Linked DNA regions of Mus musculus: region 1 is linked to region 2. A link is a contact called in public HiChIP or PLAC-seq data. All regions are on one chromosome and are shown on one strand. The core of a region is the stretch at or near the end of the contact, and the rest is flanking DNA. Distances in the headings are between cores, read along the strand shown. Region 1 overlaps Prex1 (phosphatidylinositol-3,4,5-trisphosphate-dependent Rac exchange factor 1). Region 2 overlaps Ncoa3 (nuclear receptor coactivator 3).

Region 1 (7,690 bases), core at 4,794-7,293, 550 kb before region 2:
CACATCGGTCTGTGTTCTACTGTATCGTATCACACTCCTCAGTATCATAGAACGGGACAAGTTTCTCAGAACATATTTACTATATACCTAAGACCAGCCAGATGCTGGGGACACAGCAGCCAGTGAAATGAAGAGAAGAACCAGCCATTATCATTATCAGTGTCAGAAACACACACACACACCAGACTAAATACTACTACTACTACTACTACTACTACTACTAAGTGCATCACGGGTATACCTCATGGTGGAATGCTTACTCAGCACGTACAGGGCACTGGGTCCGCCCCCAGCCCTGCCCCCACCACCACCACCAAGAATAGGAAAATTCATTTTGTGACCACACGGTACATATTGAAGACTCCCTCAAGGGTTTGAGGCATCTTGTCCCCGTGAGTTCCCAGCCTCCTAGGTCTCAAGCTGTTGTGTCTGTTCTCGTTCTTCCGTGTGTCTGTCCAGTAGCATCTCTGCATAAAAAAGAAATCTTAATTCTACATCCATTTCCTGGGAGGGGAATGGAGGTCAGACTAGGTTCTACAGACTTGTGTAGCCCGTGAGCTACGTGCTCCCTCCAGCCGAGAGAGCCGGGAAGGCAGGCTTGCTGACTTTTGCCCACAATCCTGGCACTTGGGAGGATGAGGTAGAAGCTGCTGGAAATTTGAGGCTAGCCTGGGCTACATATTGAGTTAAGAGGCCAGCCTGGGTGTACAGAGTGAGATCATCTTGAAAGTCAAGAGATGCCAGTGCTGTGTCTCAGTGTGAGAAGGTATGCGCTCTCCAGTCCGATGACCCGAGTTTGATTTCTTGGACATACATGGTAGAAAGAGAAAACAGACTCCACAAGTTGTCCTCTGACCTCCACCTGAGTACCACAGCCACCCCCAGCAAAATAAATAGATATCATTAAATACTTTTTTGAAAATCTAGGGAAGACTAGCTGGGCGGTGCATCAGTCCCTCTCCCTGGCTGTCACCTGCTGCTAATCCTAAGGCTTCGATGCCCATAACAAAACTGAAGCTCACAGGGGCAAAGGGCTCTCTCCAGGGCCTTGGCTGGGGCCTGAGTTTGTCAGATCCACATCGCCTGTGGGTCTGAGTCTGTAGCCATGGCAATTCCTTGTCAGCTGTGGCTGACGGCTGTGGATCCTTCTTTCTGCCAGGGGATGAGCTGCCCTGTGACATGCGCATCCCGTCCGACAAGCAGGACAAACTTCACGGCTGCCTGGAACATCTCTTTAACCAGGTAGGACCTTTGCCCCACTGTGCCCTGGATCACTCTGATCACGCTGGGGTTGGGGGTACACTGTGGGTGGCAGGCCCTTCCTGTACTTATGGGAGCTTCTTCTCCCTAGGTCGATTCCATCCATGCCCTGCTCAAGGGGCCTGTGATGAGCAGGGCATTTGAGGAGACCAGGCATTTCCCCATGAAGCACAGCTGGCAAGGTGAGGGGACTCTGAAAGACATGGCCACATGTGGGTCTTCTCTGCAGGACAGCAATGGAAGGGTTATGGTTCTGACAGTTCCAGCCTGAGCCAGACCTGGGCCATTCTTATGTTTGTTCAGACTGAGCCTAGAATTTTTTTTTTCTTTTTTTCCTGGGCCTGTGGGGTGAGGCAGGAGGACAGTCTGGAACATGATCTCAGTCCTCGCACTGTCCTCCCTGAGCCTGACGCACAGAGTCTGTGCACATCTCAGCGTGAATCATTTTCATTTATGGTCAGTGTTATGGCCTCTGTAACTTAAAACCTAAACTCTCCCAATTAGAAACTTCGTTTCATGAGTACCACATTAAGCTCCATGGAGTTGAGAAACCAGCACAACATGACACTCATTAATGATAAATCAAAGCCGTAGATATGACAGAGACAACACCAAAAACGTCTTCGGCACATATTGGTCCCGGTACCTGCTCAGAGCGTCCTTGAGAGGAATTCCCGAGGGAAGGACGTACTAAGGCCTCCCTGGCATCAGACTGAGCGGGGAGGGGAAGACGAGCTCTCTGAACCTCCCACTCACACACTCACGGCATGTGGCCGTCTCCCTCCCGACCCAGTCACCTGGTATCCACTCACCCACCCTCCATCCGTCTGTCTACACATCTCCCTACTCATGCTCCACCCCTCCCCCATCCATCATGCACTGTCTGTCTATCTGCATACCCAGCATGCATTACATCCTCTTCATCTGCCCTGCATCTGTCTATTCATAGACATCTGTCTGTACATTCACCAACCCTCCATCCATCTATGCATCCTTCATCATCCACCCTCTGTCCATCTGCCTACCTGCACATCCACCTATCCATCTACCTGTATGGATGCACCTACCATCCATCTGTCCACCCACCCACCCACCCACCCATCCATCCACCCATCCATCCATCCATCCACCCATCCATCCACCCACCCATCCATCCATCCATCCATCCATCCATCCATCCATCCATATGTCCGTACATCTTTCTGTCTGTCCATCTGTCCATCTGTCATCCATCCATCCATCCATCCATCCATCCATCTATCCATCCATCTATCTACCCATAATCCTCTACCCTCTCTCTCCGTCTCTCCCCCTTTCCCTCCCTTCTTCTCTCTCTCCCTCCCTCCCTCCCTCCCTCCATCATTATTGGCCCACCCACCTACCTTTCATCCATCCCTACACATTACCTACCCTCTGACCATCCATTTGTCCATCACCCACCCTCTATCCACTCCTCCTTCCCTCCCTTCCTCCCTCCCTCCCTGTGCCTGTCGCTGCCCTTCACCCACCTACCCACATTCTCCTACCTATTCATTCTCCACCTACACATCTGCCGACCATCGCCATCCACCTACCCACTCACGCCCACATCCACCGTCTACCCACAAACTCACATCTGCTTATCCACCCTCTCATCCATCTGTCCATTTCTGTACCAAGGCTCCAGTAGACTGATTCCAGCTTACTCCAGGCCTGCTCTGGACACTTGTGCCCTTGAGATAAGTCCTTGCTCTCCAGACCTCTGGGATCACCCACTGTGTATAGCAGACCTGATTCAGATAGGCAGCCATGTTCCCATAGGATGAGACATAGCAGAGAATCAGGAACTCTTGGACTGTCTCAGGGGTGCTACCCAGTGTCAGAGGTGACATGGAGGGCACGGCCACAGGGGTCTCAGAAACCCAAACAGGGAAAAGGACAGGGTCAGGTGCCTGCCTAACCTTTGACTGGTCCTGCCCCATGGCCGATTCAATGATCAACCTTAGATAAATCCCATCTCTTTCCCGCTCCAAGCCTGGGCTGCTGTTTCTGTGTAGGGAAAGGCCACTGAGCTACCACTCATCTGCCGGCTCAGTTGGTTATGGCTATGAGGAGGTAATATCTGAGGAGCCTGTGGCTTCAGTTTCCAGCTCTAGGAGGACCAGCCGTGATTGATTTGTAATGTCTGTACTGGGCTGGTTGTAGCTATGGGGAGACCGGGAGGCAGTGAGAGGCCGGGTGTCTGTTGTGGATGCTGTGCTGTGATACCTTCCTTAGGCTTGCCATGCACAACCCGTGAATACCCGTGAGACCCATCAGTTTCCTTGACATAGGGTAGTGAGCTTCGTGAGCTGGTGATGGTGCCTGTGGCCCTCTCCTGACCTCACATCCTTTTGCTACTTTGCTGCCCCAGAGTTCAAACAGAAAGAGGAATGCACGGTCCGAGGGCGGAACTTGATTCAGATCAGTATCCAGGAGGACCCTTGGAACCTGCCCAGCTCCATCAGGACCCTGGTGGACAACATCCAGCAATACGTGGAAGGTCCGTGGGTATAGACTGTGGTGTTGCCTGGAACGGGCCTAGCTATGTGGCCCTGTCTTCATGTCTGGGGGGCGGGGACAGAGCAGTGAAGCCATTTCCTAGTGAATGTCCTGACCTGCTGAGGCCCTGGGCTAGAGGACCCATGGAAATGGGGCCATTTCTACTGAGGCTTCTTGTAGTCAGGAGGTTGAATTCTGGCTTCCTTCCATCTCTGCTTCTAAAACTGGATCCCATCCACTTGTCATTGATTGTCACAGATTGGAGCCACTTGTCTGAGTTGTCAGTGATATGAGAAAGTCCTGATTCCTTAGTGGCCAGCTGCCCTGTGGCCACACTTGTGTGAGGACATGAGGTACTCATGTCTACCCGACATATGTCGTTTACCTATTTGAGCCTTTGGGCACCTGAGTCAGGCCCCTGGGGCCGGGGGCTGGAGGAGGGAGGAGTTACAGAGGCGTGACTGTCTCAGGCCAAGCCACCTGGTTCCTAAACAGAAGTAGGTCACTAACATGAGTCTGGGACCTGACTGCCACCAAGAATCCCTTCTTTTCTGCTTTCAGCTGTATAGCGGGACTTCTCGTACCCGCCAGTGGTTAAATGGCACAGAGATTTGTGAATATTTATTACAGCTTAGGAGTATAGCAGGGCAGACTATCAGCTACCTCATGTAAATTATCCTGACTAGTCTAGCACTATGTCCCTCTCTCTTGGCCCTGGCACCTCTGTTCCTCTCCATGTCCCGGGGGTGAATCTCTCAAGTCTCTTTCTCCCAGAGACCTTCCCTCTCGCTGAAGTTCTGCCTTCCCTTTCCTGCCCAGCTACTGGCTGTCAGTTTTTTTATTAAGTCAATCAGCAAGCGAGGAAGGTGAATATTTACAAAATAGGAAACCTATAGCTCTCTGTGGGTACAGAATTAACCGTTCAATATACAGAGTCACACCTTTACACAATGTGCAAGAGGTTACCCCCAACACAGCTCTCTGATGAGGATACAGGAACACTGGTGGTAGGGGCTCCATCTCTGATGTTCAGGGGCTCTGGAACTTACCCAGCATGCATTGAGCACAGCTCAAGCATCTGTGAGGGGCCAGAGCCCGGGTGCTGTAGGCACTGGCTTGCCCCGCTTCTGCCATCTCTGCTCACCCCTCCTCCTCTCTCCTCCCTCCTTTCAGATGGAAAGAACCAGCTGCTTCTGGCTCTGCTCAAGTGCACAGGTAGGAATGGGGCTGTGAAGGGGTCCCTGGGAGACACAGTGGGTGCTGTGGCCACAGGCTGGGGTGATGTCCCTCTGCTGGCCAACAGCATCTCAATGGGGCCCTCAGCATCTGCACTGGGGAGGCAGCCTTTTCTCCCAGTCTCGCCGAGAACTTCTCACCTTTTCCTCTGGGGCCAGGCAGAGGACTAGACTCAGGTCCTGGGGAACATGAGCCCTGTTTAGTGCTACCTGTTAGGCCTGGTGGGTGTTGGCAGGGGGACTGGTGGAAGACGGAGGGTGAGGAACATGGGCTCTGAGCTAGTAGAGCGGAGCCTGGAAATAATAGAGGATGTAACTGCAGGATACCTTCATGTGTGTGCGTGTGCGTGTAGTATGTGTGTCCATGCACACACATGCATGTGCACATGTAGACTTGAGTATGCATATGTGCATGTGTGGATGTGCCTACTCTTTATACAGATTACCAACTGCCTGGCTTGACCAGTTGGGGCAGGACTTGGGGGAGGTGAGGCAGGGGGAAGTGTTCCTGGGACCCATCTTGAATATGCAGCTTAGTACTGCTAGGATTCGTGTGGCCAAGGCTGAGAGGTCCCGTGATTCACTGTAGGGCAGTGGGGCAGGGTTTGGGCGTATGTCCGCCTCGGGAAGAGCCACACATTCGATTCTCCAAGAAGCAGGCACTTGGGCAGTGGGAGAGTGAGACTTGGGGCAGATCTGTCTTCTTTTGAAGAATTTATTTTTCTGCAACTGGCTTTTGGCAACCTATTTGCCCCTTCAGAGTTCTCCACAGGCCCCCGTGGGCATGGCAGGTCCAGGGTTCGGGTGTTGAGGGTGGAGATGCTGCCAGTCCGCACAGCACCACTTACCCAGAGCGCCCCCCCCCCCCCCCCCACAGACACGGAGCTGCAGCTGCGCAGGGATGCTGTCTTCTGTCAGGCTCTGGTGGCCGCCGTGTGCACTTTCTCGGAGCAGCTGCTGGCCGCCCTTGACTACCGCTACAACAACAACGGCGAGTATGAAGAGAGCAGCAGAGATGCCAGCCGCAAGTGGCTGGAGCAGGTGGCGGCTACAGGTGTCCTGCTGCACTGGCAGTCTCTGCTGGCACCAGCCTCCGTGGTAAGCGGCTGAGGTCATTGGCAGCACGGGAGAGAGTGCTGTGGCTACTCTCTGCTCCCAGTTACCCAGGGGTTCATGTGGCAGTGATTTGCTGAGCATTTGCTTTTAGGTTTTGGAGTTCGTGGATGAACAAAAGTCCCTGTGCTCTGTGGTGTCCTGGGGAAGAGAGACAGACAGAAAAGACCCATGGTTCTGAGCCGCAAGCGGGTGTCTCGTGGCAGTCTGGGCTGGCAGCTGAGGAATCCAGGGAGGGGAGAGAATATTACTTGCATCTAGTGCAAGTGTAGAGGGCAGGAGGGCTGGCTCGTTACCCAGTAGCAGTTCCATTATGTGTGGTTCCAGAGGCTATCTCAGGCCGCCCACGGGCAGCACAGCCCTAGATCGCCCCCTGCTGGCCACTGGTGAGCACTGCTGCCGGTCTTCAGAGATCTGCCTCTGGCCCCACTCCACAGCAGCCCTCTAACCTCTAAGGATGGAATACCAGATCCAGCTCATTCACTGATGTCACCAGCACCGAGCTGGCCACTGGGTCTACAGCTTATTTCCTAGAGAAGTAGACTGACAGGGGAGACAGCCCAAAGGCCTTGGAGTCTCTCTGGGGGGAGTAGCCAGACTTTCTGGGTGGTGACTTTTGATTTATGATATCTGTCAGCCAATAGGAAGGTCTGAGGAAAAGTATGCAGAGGGACAGCACGGGCAGAGGCCCTGGGCAGAGGCCCGTGTGGCCAGTGGGGACAGGCAGGGAAAGCAAGGTTAGTGGGATGGTCTGCAGGCAGAAAGTGACTCGGAAGCTGAAGGGCAGGGGACTCCTGTGATCTGGGCTAAGTTTTAAAAGAAAGCGTGTAACCTTGGAGAGAGGCGGTTAGGGGACTAAATGGAGAAAGAACCCTCTGAGGTGTCCTGGTGAGAACAGCTGCAACTAGAGTTGGGTGTTGGCCGGGAGGCTGGACGGAGGCAGACTGTGTCCAGGCAGTCGTAGCTGCTGGATGGGGTAAGACGACCAGGAGCGGACGGCCTTGAGAAAGGGATACAGAGCAGGTCTAGGGGGCTTAAGAGAGGAAGTGCAGATGCTCATGGAGTTGGCTGCATTTTGGATGGTACCGGGTGTGGCTTTACTGGGGCCACACAGCAAGGCAGAGCAGAAGTGACTTCTGACCCCTATGGGGTACAGGGCAGGTGGTGGGATGAACCATGATGTCACCTGTAGAGCCACACCCAAGACACCCACAGGCCTCCCAGCCCCGTAGGTGCAAAGCATGGCATCTCCAGGGCAGCCCAGGACAGGGTGGCATCTGAGTCTCCCTTACCACCGCCTCTTCCCGCAGAAGGAGGAACGGACCATGCTGGAGGACATCTGGGTGACGCTGTCGGAGCTGGACAATGTCACCTTCTCCTTTAAGCAGCTGGATGAGAATTCTGTGGCCAGTGAGTAAGCCCTCCCTTCCTGCCCCGAGTCGAGCTGCTCAGAGCCACGCTGGCTCTCCTCCGCTGCCAGGCCAGCAGCCCAAGTGGACCAGTCTCCAGTGCTTCAAGCCTCACGGCCCAACCCGAGACTCAGAGTCAGTCTTTGGGGAGCA
Region 2 (7,115 bases), core at 3,084-5,583:
CAGTAAAGTGCTTGCCTTGCAAGTACAAGGATCCATTTTGATACTTGGTGCCCAGGTTAAATAACCAACAACACAACAACCAAAAACAGCACTGTGAGCTTAGTGGCACTCTTGTAATCCCAACACTAGAAGGCAGAGACAAGATGATCTCTGAAGGCTCACTGGTCAGCCAGTCTAGCTGAACTGTTACAAGTCCCAGGACAACAAGAGACCTGTGTCAAAGGAAACAAAGAATTTCTATGCATGACACAGAAATTATGTTTCTGTGAGTGAGCACTTGAGCATGAAGACACACAAGTATGGAGGGCAGGCAACATGAACCAGCAGATAAAGGTGCTTGCTGTCAAGGCAGATCCCCTAGAGCCACACAGGAGGACCTAAGCTGTCTTCAGACTGCCATACACAAACATGTAAGAAAAAATACTAAATGCAAATGCCTTAGTAACTGCAAATTCCTATAATAAAATACTAATGTACACGGAATAGATCTACTGAAGATACAAGACAATACCAAATGCGGAGGAAAATGCAAACCAGTGGGGCTTTACTGGACTGATAGGGACATAAACTGGGAAGAAAAAGAGTGTATTTAAAACTTAAAACTTTCCATCATATGGCAATAACAATGTTTACAAAACTATAAAACCATAGTTGTAACTCATTAACTTATTAGGAAAGACTCTCATGTCAGCTCTAGTAGCTGATGAAGCATTCTGACGAAGCCATTCTCAGATATGCTAAAATCCCATCTGTCTTCCGTGGCATAGCTCAACAAGGGTATTCTAAGCAGATTTTAAATCAGTCTGGCTATGCAGCTAATTAGAGCCAATATCGACTCATATTTTTTTAAAAAGTCAATTCTCTAAGTCCTGTCATAACATTTTAAACAAGTAAGAACAGTCGATAGAAGTTACTAAGTTGGGGGCAGGAGAGGGGGCTCATTCAGCACTGGCTGCTCTTCCAGAGGACCCAGGCTTGATTTCCAGCACCCACATGGCAGCTCACAACTGTCTGTACAGTTCCAGGGGATCTTATGCCCTCTCCTGATCTCAGTGTGTTCTACCACATATGCTGCAGACATACATACAGGTAAAATATCTATACACATAAAATAAAATGCAAAGAAAGGAAGCTAGCTACTGTAAGAAACTCTGATCACCATCTGCTTTCCTCACAGGTAGCCTTGTCCCGGAGCAGCAGCAGTCCGGAGCTCAGGATGTAGGAGCTGGCCTTATGCTCCTGCCTCAGCTTCTGGAGTGCTGTGATTAAAGCCAGTGCTTCCCTGAGCCACTGTTCACTTAGTCCCCTTGTATTCATCACTTCCTTCCTGGTGGCTGTCTCTGAACCCTTCCCACTGGCTCAGCTACAGGGTTCACACAGTACGCACAGAGGACAGAATCCAGAGCTTGAGTTACCTTCCCAACACTGCCCCCCAACAAAAATTGAGTTACAGGTATGTGGGATGGCTCAGTAAGTAAAGGCACTTGTCACCAACCCTGGCAACTGAGTTAAATCTAGGTCCCTCCATTATGGAAACAGAACCAACTGTAAAAGTTATCCTCTGACCTCCACATATACCCTATGGACATATACATAATAAAGGATGAATAAAAAATTTAATTTTGCCGGGCGGTGGTGGTGCACGCCTTTGATCCCAGCACTCAGGAGGCAGAGGCAGGTGGATTTCTGAGTTCAAGGCCAGCCTGGTCCACAAAGTGAGTTCCAGGACTGCCAGGGCTATACAGAGAAACCCTGTCTCGAAAAAAAAATTAATTTTATATTTTTTCTTAAAAGTTAGGAAGAAAGGAAGTTAGTTCACTGGTTAGTTAGGAGGAAGGAGTGAGTTAGTTAAGGGCTGGAGGGATGGCTCAGCAGTTTAGAGCACTGGCACTCTTTGGAGGACTAAGATTCCTAGCAGCACAGGTGCCTCAACCATCTGTAACTCTAGTGCCAGAGACCTAACATCCTCTACTGGATTCTGAGGGCACTCAATGCACATGATGCACATATAGACATGCAAAACACAAATAGAAACCTTTGGGAAAGATGCTGAGAATAATCACACAATGATCTAATGCAGTTTTTTAAAATGCAATGCATGGATATAGGTAAGAAAGCCAGGCATGGGAACATGGCTGTAATAACTGTTCTCTGTGAAGTTAAGCCATGACTGTCCTGAGTTTGGGGCTGGCCTGAGCTACATAATGAGTTCAAGGCCACCCTGATTGATAGACACACATACACAAATGCGCTGTGGAATGTATAACTGTATTTTTTAAATTTTTTTATTGTTTTATGGCAGGGTTTCATCTATACTAGACTTGCCTCAAAGTAAGCTTACTATTACACAAAGATTGCCTGCCTCCACTTTCTGAGTGTGCACCACTAAAATTGACTTTAGCAAAGATAATCCAATTTTACTATACAAACCAGTGACTCTGCAAAGTCACAGTGGGCATGGGGACCAGCATTCTTCATAGGGAAATGAAGTGCAGTTACTTGAGCAGGTTCCCAAACCAAGAAGGATCAGGGTATGTCCAATAGCCTCTCTTGTAGATCATATCACGCCATACCACAATTGTTTTGGTTTGGTTTAATTTCATTCATTCATTCACTCATTCATTCATTTATTCATGTATTTAGAAGGCATGCATATGGAGGCCAGGACAAACCCATAAGAGTCATGTAGGTCATGGGGATCAAACTCAGGTAGTCATGCTTGGCAGCAAGCTCCTTGACCCACTGAGCCCTCTCACTGCCCTAACAGCTGACATGGATTTAAATCATCTCTGCTTTTCCATTAGCAAAATAATCGTCTAAGAGCACACTGCTTCAGAAATAGGAGAAAGGAGACAATTACTAGCTGGTGAGTATTACATGGAATATTTACAGATCTCACGAGAGAGAGCTCAGTGTAAAATATCTGACTAGATACTGTACAGGAGTCAGCTCCCTGTGAGAAGGAATCTGTCTAATGCCGAAAGCACAGCTACCAGTTAGAGTGTAATTAGCTTAAAAAAAAACCGAAGTCAGTCAGGTGTGTGAGCGGCATTTACTATTTGTTCCCTTTGTACAGGAAGCACTCAGCTCTGATCTCAAAGTCACCTTCAAGCACTAACGGAAGCACAAGGCTGATTCCTCCTTGCCCAGAACAAAACCCACAGCAAAGACCAACGTAAGGGGACATTTCTCTCCACGTTTTCCTTCCCCAAGAAACAGCTTTATAAACCATATGACGTTCATAATGAAAAGATTACAATTTAGAAACCGAGGAGAAGAAAAATTAACAGGAGCATGAGACAAAAAGAGCACATGCCCTGATACAGAAGCCTCTGAAATTGCTTTTGGAAAAACATGGGACAATCATCTAATTATCAGATGAAACAAACTACAACTTAGAGCTCAATTTACCAGAGGAATAAATACTAAGGCACTCTGTATTACACTTGTAAATGAATAAATACCAAGGGAGGTATGGCAGACGTTCTAAATGCAATCAAGTTAAGTTGTTGTTTTTAAATCGGGCATTATAATCTATAGCTTTATAGATTTGCCACTAACCTCCTAATCTGGCAGGTTAAATTTCAACATTCAAAGTACTGGTTAGGTTTTCTAGAAATGGTCCAGTAAGTTGACATAATAATTAACGCTGTTTGATCTACAAAATCTGAGTACTCAGTGCTGAGAGTGATGAGTGACCTTGAGGCAGCTCTTGGAAGGCAGTCACCATGGCAACGCTTCCACAAAAGTGCCTCATCCTCAGCAAAAGGCCCAACCCAGAGCATAAGGATCTTTAAAGCAGAAAACCTCCGCCCTCACCCACAGCCTAGCAAGGGGTCACAGTTTCTTTTAAAAAGTCTCTACATCAACCTTCCTGATTATTCTTTCAGAGAAAATACAAATTAGCTTCACAGCCATTTATCTGGTCTGGCAACAAAACAAAACAAACAAAACAAAAACTATCTTTTATTTGCTAAATGGGAAGAATTCATTTTGTTTTGGAAAAATATGTTTCAATACAATTAGTACCATTTTACTGTTTTTCGTTCAGGAATGGTAACACAGTGGTAATCTCAGGGCTGAGAAGTCTGAGGCAGGACAACAGGCAGTAGGATGCTAGCCCTGGGATATATGCTGCATTAAAGGAGAGAAAGAAGGGCCACACAGGGGCAGGACACTGGAGTGGGAAGACATTATCTTCCAGCATGCACTTAAAGAAGGAAGCACAAAGGAAGCAGATTTCAGCCCAGACACAGAGTGCACTCATGACTGTCTACATACACCACGGCTTGCTACACTTAGTGTTCTGATGACGCTGTGTTCCCAGCTCCCTCCAGCAGTGCTTCCTGAAAGCCGGGAGGAGTCATTTTATTATCACAACAGTCAGCAGAACCTCAGCACCAGATACTGAACAATTTCACAATTTTCTCACAGAGCTACCAAAGCATTCCTGAAAAGCTGTGTCCAGAACAGCTAATGTTTTTCAGCCTAAATACAAAGATCTTATCGACTTTTCCATTTTTACTGTATATAATCTATTTGTTCATTCTTTCCTACCCCACCCCATTTACCATTAGTTTGCAAAGCCATGAGTACTGACTGATGAGATGACTGTGTGGGGAAAGGAATTTCCCCCCCAAAACTGCTAGGGCAGACATGAAAGAAGGTGCACACAACGTGCAAGCTGGTATACATGGAGGGCTGCAGGCCAACTGGAGCCTCATAATGAGAAACTATGCAGGGTTTTGTTGTCATTTTTTGAGACAGGACCTTTCTATGTAGCCCTGGCTGCCTGGAACTGCCTATGTAGACCATAGTGGCCTCAAGTTCACAGTCATCTGCATAGCCTCTGCCTCAAAGTGCTAGGACTAAAAGTATGTGCTACCACACCTAGCAAAAAGAATTTTTACACTAAGAAAAAAAAAGATAGCAATGTGAGCAGGGCAGTAGGCAAATGGATTTCTGAGTTCCAGGCCAGCCTGGTCTACAGAGTGAGTTCCAGGACAGCCAGGGCTGCAGAGAAACCCTGTCTCGAAAAACCAAAAAAAAAAAAAAAAAAAGATAGCAATGCTATATTACCAAAATAAGTTACAAAATTAAGTTCTACCCATAACATGATATACTGTATAGTGTCAAAAAGGTTCACAGCACATTATAAAACAATATAATCTCAATTCTCTCTATAGGTTCTACTTATACATGGCACTTACTTGGACAGTCTGAAGCCAAGCACTGAGGCTGCAGTCCCACACTGGAAGGTTCAGTTAAGAGAACTGAGACTCTGACACAAGCCTAGGCTCTATAGTGAGAACTTGCATGTGAAAGACTAAAATCACAGTCATTTTTTCCTTTACATCTTTGAAGGTTTTGTACATGTCACGCAATTTCAAAAAATTAACTCCTTTTTTTTTTTTTTTTGAGCTAGTTATGGAGATCAGCAGGACCTGAAATTCAAAGAGAGCTGACTGTTTCTGCCTCATGAGTACTCCACCATCCTGGCTAGAGGTATTTTGTTTGTTTTTAAAGTCAATTCCCAACGGGCCTATAATCTCACACGCTTTTTTAATCCCAGCACTTGGGAGCCAGAGGCAGGCGGATTTCTAAATTCGAGGACAGCCTGATCTACAAAGTGAGTTCCAGGACAGTCAGGGTTATACAAAGAAACCCTGTCTCAAAAAACAAACAAACAAAAAATTTCTGTGGGGCGAGAAGGATCGCTTAGAGCAGCAGTTCTCAACCTGTGAGTCTCCACCCCTTTGGAGTCACATCAGATATTTACCTTACAATCACAGCAGTAGCAAAATTAGTTACGTATATGTTAGTCAGGGTTCTCTAGAGTCACAGAACGTATGGGTAGTCTCTATATAGTAATGGAATTTGTTGATGACTTATAGTCCAACTCCCCAACAATGGTCAGCAGCCACTGAGAATGGAAGTCTAAGGATCTAGCAATTACTCAGTCCCACAAGGCAAGATTCCTTCTTCCAAAGTCCTTATGAAGGTCTCCAGCAGAAGGTAAAGCCCAGATTAAAGGTGTGTGCTACCACTCCTTTAATCCCAGATGACCTTGAACTTGGAGATCTTCCTGTCTTAATCTTCTGGAATTCATGGCCACTATGCCTCAGTAACTCCATGCCAAGATCCAGGTCAGACACTTGTATCTCCCAGCCTCTAGATTTGGATCACAGGTGAGCCTCCAATTCTAGATTGTAGCAATGAAATAATTTGATGGCTGGGGATCATCAAACAAGAGGAACTGTATTAGGGTTACAGCATTAGGAAGATTGAGAACCACTGGCTTCGAGGATGAAAGCACTGGCTGCTGCTCTTCCAGAGGACCCAGGTTTAAGCCCCAGCATCTATATACTGGCTTACAACTATCTATAATTTCAACACTTTCTCTGGCCTGCCTGGGTACCAGGTATATATGTGGTGCACAGACAAACATAAAGGCAAAACATACAAACATATATAACAAATTTTCAAAAAGTGAAAAATTTCCCACCCCTTGAGACTCCACACTGTGCTTCAAATAACATACTGCACAGAGGCAAGAGCTCGGGCTTAAGTCACACAGGCTCATTGGCAGCTTCTCTATTAGTCATGGCTTTGTACAATAACTCAACTTCTTCTTTCTCACCAAGCCTCTGTTCTTCCTATCCAAGAAAGAGCATACACGGAACTCCAATCTCCATCAACACTAAACCAAGGGGGATAACAGGCATCTCAATCTCCTTCGTGATAGGCCATCTTTAACAAATACTTCAAGCAACAAATCAAATAAGCTCTTGGCTTTTTGTTTGTTTTGTTTTTCTAGACAGGGTTTCTCTGTATAGCCCTGGCTGTCCTGGAACTCACTCTGTAGACCAGGCTGGTCTCAAACTCAGAAATCCGCCTGCCTCTGCCTCCTAAATGCTGGGATTAAATGCCACCACTGCCCGGAATAAAGTGACAGTTCTATACAGCCGTGAGCCATCAAGTACTTGCTGGGATCCTTTGGATCCACGGTCGGTGCCCTTACCAGCTGAGCCACCCCTCCAGCACTTTTTTAATGAAGGGTTCCACTATGTAGCTCTGGCTCCCCTGAACTCAGATCCACCGGCCTCTGCCTCCCA

The links. HiChIP or PLAC-seq counts read pairs in DNA pulled down with a chosen protein or histone mark.
Region 1: a contact with region 2 is called in an H3K4me3 HiChIP or PLAC-seq map of embryonic basal ganglia, with 4 times the contacts expected there. The contact joins two enhancer-like sites. A contact is called at or near these places in 2 of 115 datasets of contacts at active chromatin or transcription factors (embryonic basal ganglia and embryonic stem cells) and 1 of 9 other capture datasets (embryonic stem cells).

Annotation. Positions count from the first base shown.
Region 1 is chr2:166,573,969-166,581,658 of GRCm38.p6, reverse strand. Prex1 (phosphatidylinositol-3,4,5-trisphosphate-dependent Rac exchange factor 1) reads left to right here. Exons shown (of 40, transcript NM_177782.3): 28 at 1,160-1,242; 29 at 1,352-1,442; 30 at 3,653-3,781; 31 at 4,954-4,995; 32 at 5,893-6,113; 33 at 7,439-7,538. Among named protein-coding and RNA genes, the nearest start is that of Gm29679, 13 kb to the right of the region's middle. Within about 2 kb of position 6,043, at least 22 of the 459 cell types and tissues checked have an H3K27ac peak or open chromatin away from gene starts, as enhancers often do. A contact at or near this core is called in embryonic basal ganglia, where this site is marked.
Region 2 is chr2:166,018,454-166,025,568 of GRCm38.p6, reverse strand. All of the region lies in intron 1 of Ncoa3 (nuclear receptor coactivator 3), which reads right to left. Among named protein-coding and RNA genes, the nearest start is that of Ncoa3, 29 kb to the right of the region's middle. RefSeq lists an enhancer at 2,107-5,912. Within about 2 kb of position 4,333, at least 148 of the 459 cell types and tissues checked have an H3K27ac peak or open chromatin away from gene starts, as enhancers often do. A contact at or near this core is called in embryonic basal ganglia, where this site is marked.